Linked DNA regions of Sus scrofa: region 1 is linked to region 2. Evidence: chromatin contacts called from public Hi-C data. All regions are on one chromosome and are shown on one strand. Each heading gives the region's core, a stretch centred on a gene start, on an enhancer-like site or on the middle of the called end of the contact. The rest is flanking DNA. Distances are from core to core; before and after follow the strand shown. Region 1 overlaps CDC42BPA (serine/threonine-protein kinase MRCK alpha). Region 2 has its middle 18 kb from the start of COQ8A.

Region 1 (3,830 bases), core at 22-2,521, 200 kb before region 2:
AAGTATATTTGATTTACAATGTTGTGTTAGTTTCAGGTGTACAGCTAAGTGATTCAGTTATACAGATACACATACCCATTCTTTTTTAGATTCTTTTCCCATATAGGTTATTACAGAACATTAAGTAGAGTTCCCTGTGCTGTGTATGTAGGTCCTTGTTATGTTTTATATTTAATAGTTTATAAAGTTAATCCCTAACTTCTAGTTTATCCCTCCCCCTGCCCTGGTAATCATAAATTTGTGTGAGTCTGTCTCTGTTTTATAAATAAATTCATTTGTATCATTTTTTTAAGATTCCACATTTAAGTGATATCATATATTTGTCTTTCTGACTCCCTTCATTTAGTGTGATAATCTCTAGGTCCATTCATGTTGCTGCAAATGGCATTATTTTCTTGTTTTTTATGGTTGAGTAATATTTCACTGTGTATGTACCACACTTCTTTATCTATTCCTCTGTTGATGGGCTTGCTTTCTTGTTAGCTTTCTATAATGCGTGTTGGTAATGTAATATGTGTCATTATAATGTGTTTCTGCATTGAGATAGGTATTTTGTTAGCTTCATGGACTTTTATGTCCAGTTTTTTTTTCCCCAACTATTATTTCATTAAATAAACTTACTGCCCCTTTGTCCCTCTCTTCTCCTTCCGGTGTATCCATTATCTTTATGTTGGCTTTTTAAATAGAATCTGATAACTCCTGTAGGGTTTCTTCACTAAATAATAATTCTCTCTCCTCTTCCACCTGAATCATTTCTAAGTCCCTATCTTCTATATGGCTTATTCTTTCTTTCATCTCATGTGCTCTATTTCCATTACTTTCTAGTGTACTCTTCATCTCATTTACTGTTTTTTTTCGCCTATAGAATTTTTATTTTATTCTTTTTTATAATTTCAGTCTTTCTGGTAAAGTGCTTCTTCTGTTCATTAATTTTATTCCTGAGTCCATTGAGTTGTCTTTCTGGGATTTCTTGTAGCTTGTGGAATTTCTTCATAACAGCTAGTTTGAATTCTTCATTACTGGATTGCAATATTCTGTGTCTTTGAGTTGGTTGCTTAGAGAATTGTCATTTTCTTTTTTTATTGTATTATGTAATTTTTCCTAGTGTTTTGTGAAATGTGCCTCTGTCATCACATTTGAAGTAGTGAGCACCTTATTTAGGTAAGGCTTTTGTTTGCTTTCAATCCAAGTTCAGTTGATTGGCATCAGAAGACCTTCTTTTCCAGAAGGTGGCGCTATAGCAAAAATTTGGGGTTTCTCTTTCTTGGGGGCTGACTAATCACTGAAGTTTGAAGCCTGTGTATAGTCAAAACTGTTGCAGAGCCTAGGCCTATATTTAGTACCTACTATGGGCTTTGGGTGGAGGTGTTCAGAGACCTGAGGGCAGATAGCAAGAAATGCATTCCTTCCTTTCCTTTTGTCTGCCTTCTTTCCTTTCTTCCCCTCCCCCTGCCCCCTTCACAAATCCAGTATTGCTGAAGAGCTACAGGGTTCCTCCTGCTACAGACCTTGTAGCCAGGCCAACTTTCACTCACCACTTTCACATTCTAGCCACTCTGCTAGAAAGGTCACTGCTGCCAATACCTTGGATCTGTAGCCTCCTCCAAGGTACAGTGTACCTGCTTCTGGATGCACAGGTGGGTGGATCTCTCAGGTGTCCTGGTGTGCTGTGTGGAAAAACTTTTATTCAGTTACGGATGTCAAATTAGTTGTGAGTCAAAGGGGAGAGGAAAAAGAAATGACTCACAGGATGTGACTTCGGTGTTACTTTTGATTTTTAAATGGTGATATGCATGTAATAAAGTGTACAAGTACTCACTTTTAAATGTGAGCCCCATAAATATTTATATTCGTGTACTTTTATTTAACCTCCACCCTAATCAGTATATAAAATATTTCTAGGCCTAGCATAAAGATCCACCATGCCCCTTCTCAGTTTGTAACCTACAATTCTGGAGTAAATCCTATCCTAATTTTTCACCATTAATTAATTTTACCTGTTATTGAATTTCATACAGTGTGTTCTCATTTGTGTCTTTTTTCTTTTTTTTTTACTAACATAATTTTTCCATGTTGCATATATATCAGCAGGTTGTTTTTTTTTTTTTTTTGACTACTGTTTAGTGTTACATTGTATATAAGTACTAAAAATAAATTTAATGTCTGAGTTTGTTCTGGCTTGTGTTAAAAAAAAAATACAAGCCAGGGTGTATCAGGATTGGGTGGTTTATAAACAGCAGAAATTTATTTCTCCCACTTCTGGAGGCTGAAAGTCCAAGATCAAAGAGCCAACATAGTCAGGTGAGGGTTCATAGCTAGTGCCTTCTTGCTGTGTCCTCTCTTGTGGTGGAAGGGACGAGGGATCTTTGTGGGTTCTCTTTTATATGGCACTAATCTCATTCATGAGGGCTTCTTCACCCTTGCAGCTTAAACACTTTCTATAGTCTCCACCTCCTAATGACATCATTTTGGGGGTTAAGATTTCAACATATGTATTTTTGGGGGACACATATTCAGACCTTACCTTCCAAGCTGTTGTTGAACATTTGAGCTATTTCTGGATATTGACGATTACAAGCATAGCTTCTGTAAATAGTCTTAAATTTTTATCTTGATGTTGGTATGTACTTACTTCGCTTAGATATCTCTTCTACCTAGGAGTAGGTAGCATAGTTTCAGCTTTAGAAAATATTGCCAAAGAGCTTTCAAAGGTGACGGCATCGCTAGTAATGTATGAGTTTCACCTGCTTTATAGCCTCATCAGAACTTGCTTTTTGTCAGCTTTTTTACTTCTAGTCATTCTGGTATCTGCATGGTAGAGTTTTGCTATGATTTTAAATTTGTATTTTCCTGATAAGTAATAAACTTGAGTATCTCTTTTTTTTTTTTTCCTAGGGCCACACTCATGGCATATGGAGGTTCCCAGACTAGGGGTCCAGTCGGAGCTGTAGCCACCAGCCTACGCCAGAGCCACAGCAGCACGGGATCTGCGCTGTGTCTGCGACCTACACCACAGCTCACGGCAACGCCAGATCCTTAACCCACTGAGCAAGGCCAGGGGTCGAACCTGTAACCTCATGGTTCCTAGTCGGATTTGTTAACCACTGAGCCACAACGGGAAATCCTTGAGTATCTTTTTATGTATTTACTGTCCACTTGGATATTTGGATATTCAGTCTTATGGAAGTTTTTGCCCTTTTTTTCACATTAGGTTTTACATGTCTTTTCATTTAAATAGTTTTTATTTTACCACCTTATAAACAATGTAAGAACCTTATAATAGCCCTTTATATGGTTATTTTTGTATAATTTATCTCTATCTCTGCTGTAAACTTTAGTACATTTGTTTTATTATTGCCTTAAATATTTACTCATTAATTTTTAAAATATCTTTCTTCAGGGAGGGAGTGGGATGGACTGGGAGTTTGAAGTTAGTAGATGCAAACTATTGCATTTGGAGTGGATAAGCAATGAGATCCTGCTGTATAGCACAGGGAACTATGTCTAATCACTTGTGATAGAGGATAATGTGAGAAAAAGAGTGTATATATATATATGTATGACTGGGTCACTTTGCTGTACAGCAGAAATTGATAGAACATTGTAAATCAACTATAATAGAAAAAATAAAAATCTTTTTATTTACCCACATATTTATTCTTTTTGTGCTCCTTATTTCTTCCTAGTGATGCATGTATCTATCCAGAATCATTTGTATTTTGTCTGAAAAACTTCCTATAGTATTTCTTGTGATTGCATGTATTGTGTCTAATCTCCCACATGTGGTTTGTCTGACAGGTCGTTATTTTGCTTTCTTTTTTTTTTTTTTT
Region 2 (4,302 bases), core at 1,650-4,149:
TGGATACTAGTCAGGTTCATTGCCTCTGAGCCACAACAGGAACTCCTCTCCTTCACTTTTATTATAGTATCTTGTCTAGAATTTGCATGTCTCTTTTTCATATCACACCTAATAGTGTTTTGTAGTTACTTGTCAATTGGTCAATTTAGACCTATATAAAATTGTAAACTCAGTATCTTAATAACCTCCCATAGTGCCTTGTGTCTAGAAAGCAGCCCTTAAATTAAAAAAAAAAATTAAAATTGCTACCAAGGTGCAGACACCAGGAGCATCTTTCCAACAACTGCTGTCCTCCTCCTCATTGCTTAAGCAACCAAATGTGAGTGGCATTGACCCCACCCAATTATGGGCTAGGCCAATCCCAATGCATTTGTCTAAGTGATAGGTTTTTTTGAGCCTGGGCCTGTCAGCACATGGCACACACACAGTGATTGGTCCTGAAATGGACCAATCAGAATGTAGTGTAGGTCTTAGGCTCAATGGTTAAGAGAAGCAATGGTCCCTCTTTCTCTAGACTTGTCAAGATATTTTGACTTAATTGTTCAGTTCCAACTGAGTTGCTCTTGAGAGGCATCTTGTAACCTTGAAGAAAGCCAGCCTACCAAGGAATCTGGCCCATAAAGGAAGGCAAGGCAGAGAGAATCAGAGGCATGGAGCCCTGATTAAACTCTTTTGAAAGGCTTCCCTAACTTCTCAGCCACCTGAACCAATAAATTCTCTTCATGATTTCTCTTACTTGCAACCCAAAGCATCCTCCCCGGTACATTGGGAAGGCGGCATTATGGTGAACATGGCAAGTTACACTTGTGCACATTTGCTCATGTGTATGCACGTGTGCATACACATACACAAACACACACAGCCTGAATCTTACTCGGGGAGGGGGAAAACCTCGCACACAGCTCTCGTTCCTGGGGTGGTGGCAACATCTGGTTTTACAAAATTACACACTTCCAAGCTTTTGGTAACAATTACCCAGACATGGAACTGAAGTCTTTTGATGAGCAGTAACTGACGTCTGTACCAAAAATGACGTCCAGTGTTAACCTCACTCCTTGAGGATGTCTCAGACTGCAGCCACCGGCGATAAACGGTACATTTTTTTCCTCTAAAAACATTCATATATTGGAGTTCCCATTGTGGCTCAGTGGTAACAAACCCAACTAGTATCTTTGAGGATGTGGGTTCGATCCCTGGCCTCGATCAGAATGTTAAAGATCTGGTGTTGCTGTGAGCTGTGGTGTGGGTCGCAGATGCATCTTGGATCCCAAGTTGCTGTGGCTGTGGTGTAGGCCGACAGCTGCAGCTCTGATTCGACCCCTAGCCTGGGTACTTCCATATGTGGCAAGTGTGGCCTTAAAAGACAAAAAAAAAAAAAAAAAAAAAAAAAAACCTATAAATAAATAAATGAATAAATAAAAATCATATATTGTTTGTGACCCTGTAGTAGTATTTGAGATCATAAAATCAGCTTTTACCTGAATGTGAAGTTTTTATTTTCAACATTTTTCTTAGAAGGCGAAATGGGGCTTAAATACTTGGAAGGCAATATCGACTTTTTCTTGACTAGTCCCAGGCCTTGACCTTATTTACAACATTAAGATTTTCCAACCTGATGTTCCCTTGCTTTCTGGGCAAGCGTCCCTGAGTATCCTCTCCGGGGCCAAGCTCCTTGAGAGCTGGGACCACATCTTGTGCCTCTTTCATAACCCATGTCTTCCTCATGCTGAGAGGGATTCCAGAGCTTCCCAAAAGCTGGTGGATGGCCCATGGAAATTTCCACAGCAGCTGCTTGGTCCCAGCCCCTCCACCTGAGCCCTGGCCTGCAAGCCCTCCCAGCCCAAGGACACTGAGCCTGGCTCCAGGTCAGGCCTGAGGTCTATTTATGACTCTTTATCTCAGGAGGAGTGCCTGGGCCCCTTGCACTCAAGAAACCTCCTCCTCTTCTCACCAGTCAACACGCGTCCCTGTCTAGAGGACAGGAAAGCAGTGCGGCAAGAAACATACTCTCTGATGGATGGCCCCAGTGTCTCCCCACCTATGGCTTATTCTTCTCATTTGGGGGCCCAGATCCTTCCATGGGAACAAAGACAACCTCTGACAGTCAAATAAAATATCTTGGAAGTTCCTGTTGTGGCTCAGCAGTAATGACCCAGACTAGTACCCATGAGGATGCAGGTTCGATCCCTGGCCTCGCTCAGTGGGTGGGGGATCTGGCATTGCTGTGGCTGTGGCTGTGGCTCTGGTCAGCAGCTGTAGCTCTGATTTGACCCCTAGCCTGAGAACTTCCATATGCCTCAGGTGAGGCCCTAAAAAGCAAAAAGCAAAAAACAAACAAATTTTATGAACACTGATGAGCTTATTAATGAGTTTGTTTCTCACATGCTTCCCCTCACCAAGGAAAATTTGTCTCCCAAGCAGGAGGAACATCTTCCCCACTCCCACCAGGGAGCTCAGCTCATGGGCGGAACAAGTTATTGATTAACTCCCAGATCCCTGTGGGAGCCGCTCAGGGAAGAGCTGAGCCCACAAGGGACCAGGAGCACACGGTGCCTGAGGAATGATGCTGCTTCCAGCCCCATGGCCTTGCTCTCCCCTCCCGGGCACGGAGGCAGGGACCAGGAGCCAGAGAACCTGAGATCAGAGCCGCTCTACCGTGACACCAGGTCCCTGAGGTACCTCACATAACCTCTCTGGGCCTCAGGGTTCTAAGGTGCCAAATACCTGACCTACCTACTTAATTCTTAATTTAATTTTATATTATCACCATTATTTTTTTAGCAGTGGCCACGTTTGGTGTGTGACTCAGATGTCAGGTGAAACCTCCCTAGAGAGTATTGGTTCCAGGGTCCATGCCACAGCCTGGGGGAGCCTAAAGCCCTCCTGCTAAGGCTTGGCCACATCCCGGGAAGTGGGAGGAGGCTCATGTGCACAGTCACCTCTGGCCCCGAGGCCCTGCCACTGCCGAGTGCCAGCAGTTTGTGGACTGTCTGCCACCTGCGTGCTGTCCCGTCCCAGGCTGTGCAAACCCCTTTAACAAGGGGACTGGACAGGATCTACATAACTCCAGATTAAATGTTAGACACCTCTGTCCTCGGAAGTTCTTTAGCTGTCCCATCCTATGGGGACTCTGTCAGCTGGCCATCTCCCTCACGGTCCCACTTAGTGGCTTTTTCGTCTCCTCGCCTTCTTGTCTCTCCTCCTAGCCTTTCCCTTTCCGACTGCCTCCGGAACTCCAAATTCTCCTCACTGTATTCGGGAGAGTCGTTTATTTCTCTCCCATTCCTTCTGCCAAACTCAAGCATTCAGACCTTGTTGAGGTGGGAGATCAGCCCTTCCAGGCGGCAAGATCCACCTTTTGGTGTACCAGGCTGTTGTGGCTGTAAAGTTGTCCCCCCCCCTTCAGTCTCCTTAAATTGTGATGCGGTTTCCGCTAAATTCTTTCTATTTTTATTTTTATTTTTATTTTGTTTTTTAGGGCTGTGCCTGCAGCATATGGAGGTTCCCAGGCTAGGGAACAAATCGGAACTTCAGCTGCTGGCCTACACCACAGCCAGAGCAACGTGGCATCCCAGCTGCGTCTGAGACCTATACTGCAGCTCATGGCAACGCCAGATCCGTAACCCACCGAGCACGTCCAGGGATCAAACCTGCAACCTCATGGTTCCTAGTCATATTCGTCTCCGCTGCACCACGATGGGAACTCCAGGTTTCTGCTAAATTCTTGCTGAAACAACAATTCCATTCCTTAGAATGCAGAGAAAACGAAGAGGAGCAGCATTTTGGATCTAATTCTGCACAAACAGGCCAGTCTGCCCAGAACTTGAAAATCAGAGACAGCTCAGCGCCACTCAGGAGTCTGGATAGCTGGGAAGGGCTTGCTGGACCGTCCAGTGTGCAACAAGACTCAGGAAGGAGACTCTCAAGGTATTTGGAGAAAAGGTAGGTGTGACTGATCTTGTGATACAAGAATCAAAGAGCTCAAGCAGGACCAAGTGAGTTTCTAAATTGCTAATGATCCCATAGAGGGAAAAGACAAAAGCAGTTCCACGGTCAAGGACACCTGCAGGTAGGTGAATGGGGCAGCAGGGTATTCCTTCCCGCACATCCTCGTCACGTGACTTCCAAGCTCCTAGGAGTCTCCTCCATTCCCCTTTCGAGGCTGACCCGCCAGGCACACAGATCTCTGCTCGCGCTCCCTCATTGGCTGGAACCCAAACACACGGCCACGCCCACCTGTGGGGGAACCTGGGGAGTGAAGTCTAGGGGCGCGCTCAGAAGGAAGGAAAACTGTCCTGCAGC

The links. A called contact is a pair of places that touch in the nucleus more often than the background predicts.
Region 1: a Hi-C map of skeletal muscle shows a contact between it and region 2, with 7 times the contacts expected there. The contact joins two enhancer-like sites. A contact is called at or near these places in 22 of 47 Hi-C or Micro-C datasets (alveolar macrophages, blood, brain and 13 more) and 2 of 2 datasets of contacts at active chromatin or transcription factors (alveolar macrophages and skeletal muscle).

The regions. Positions count from the first base shown.
Region 1 is chr10:14,778,907-14,782,736 of Sscrofa11.1, reverse strand. The region is part of intron 10 of CDC42BPA (serine/threonine-protein kinase MRCK alpha); the gene reads left to right. Among named protein-coding and RNA genes, the nearest start is that of CDC42BPA, 160 kb to the left of the region's middle. Within about 2 kb of position 1,271, at least 4 of the 83 cell types and tissues checked have an H3K27ac peak or open chromatin away from gene starts, as enhancers often do. A contact at or near this core is called in skeletal muscle, where this site is marked.
Region 2 is chr10:14,577,133-14,581,434 of Sscrofa11.1, reverse strand. No RefSeq gene overlaps it. Among named protein-coding and RNA genes, the nearest start is that of COQ8A, 18 kb to the left of the region's middle. Within about 2 kb of position 2,899, at least 2 of the 83 cell types and tissues checked have an H3K27ac peak or open chromatin away from gene starts, as enhancers often do. A contact at or near this core is called in skeletal muscle, where this site is marked.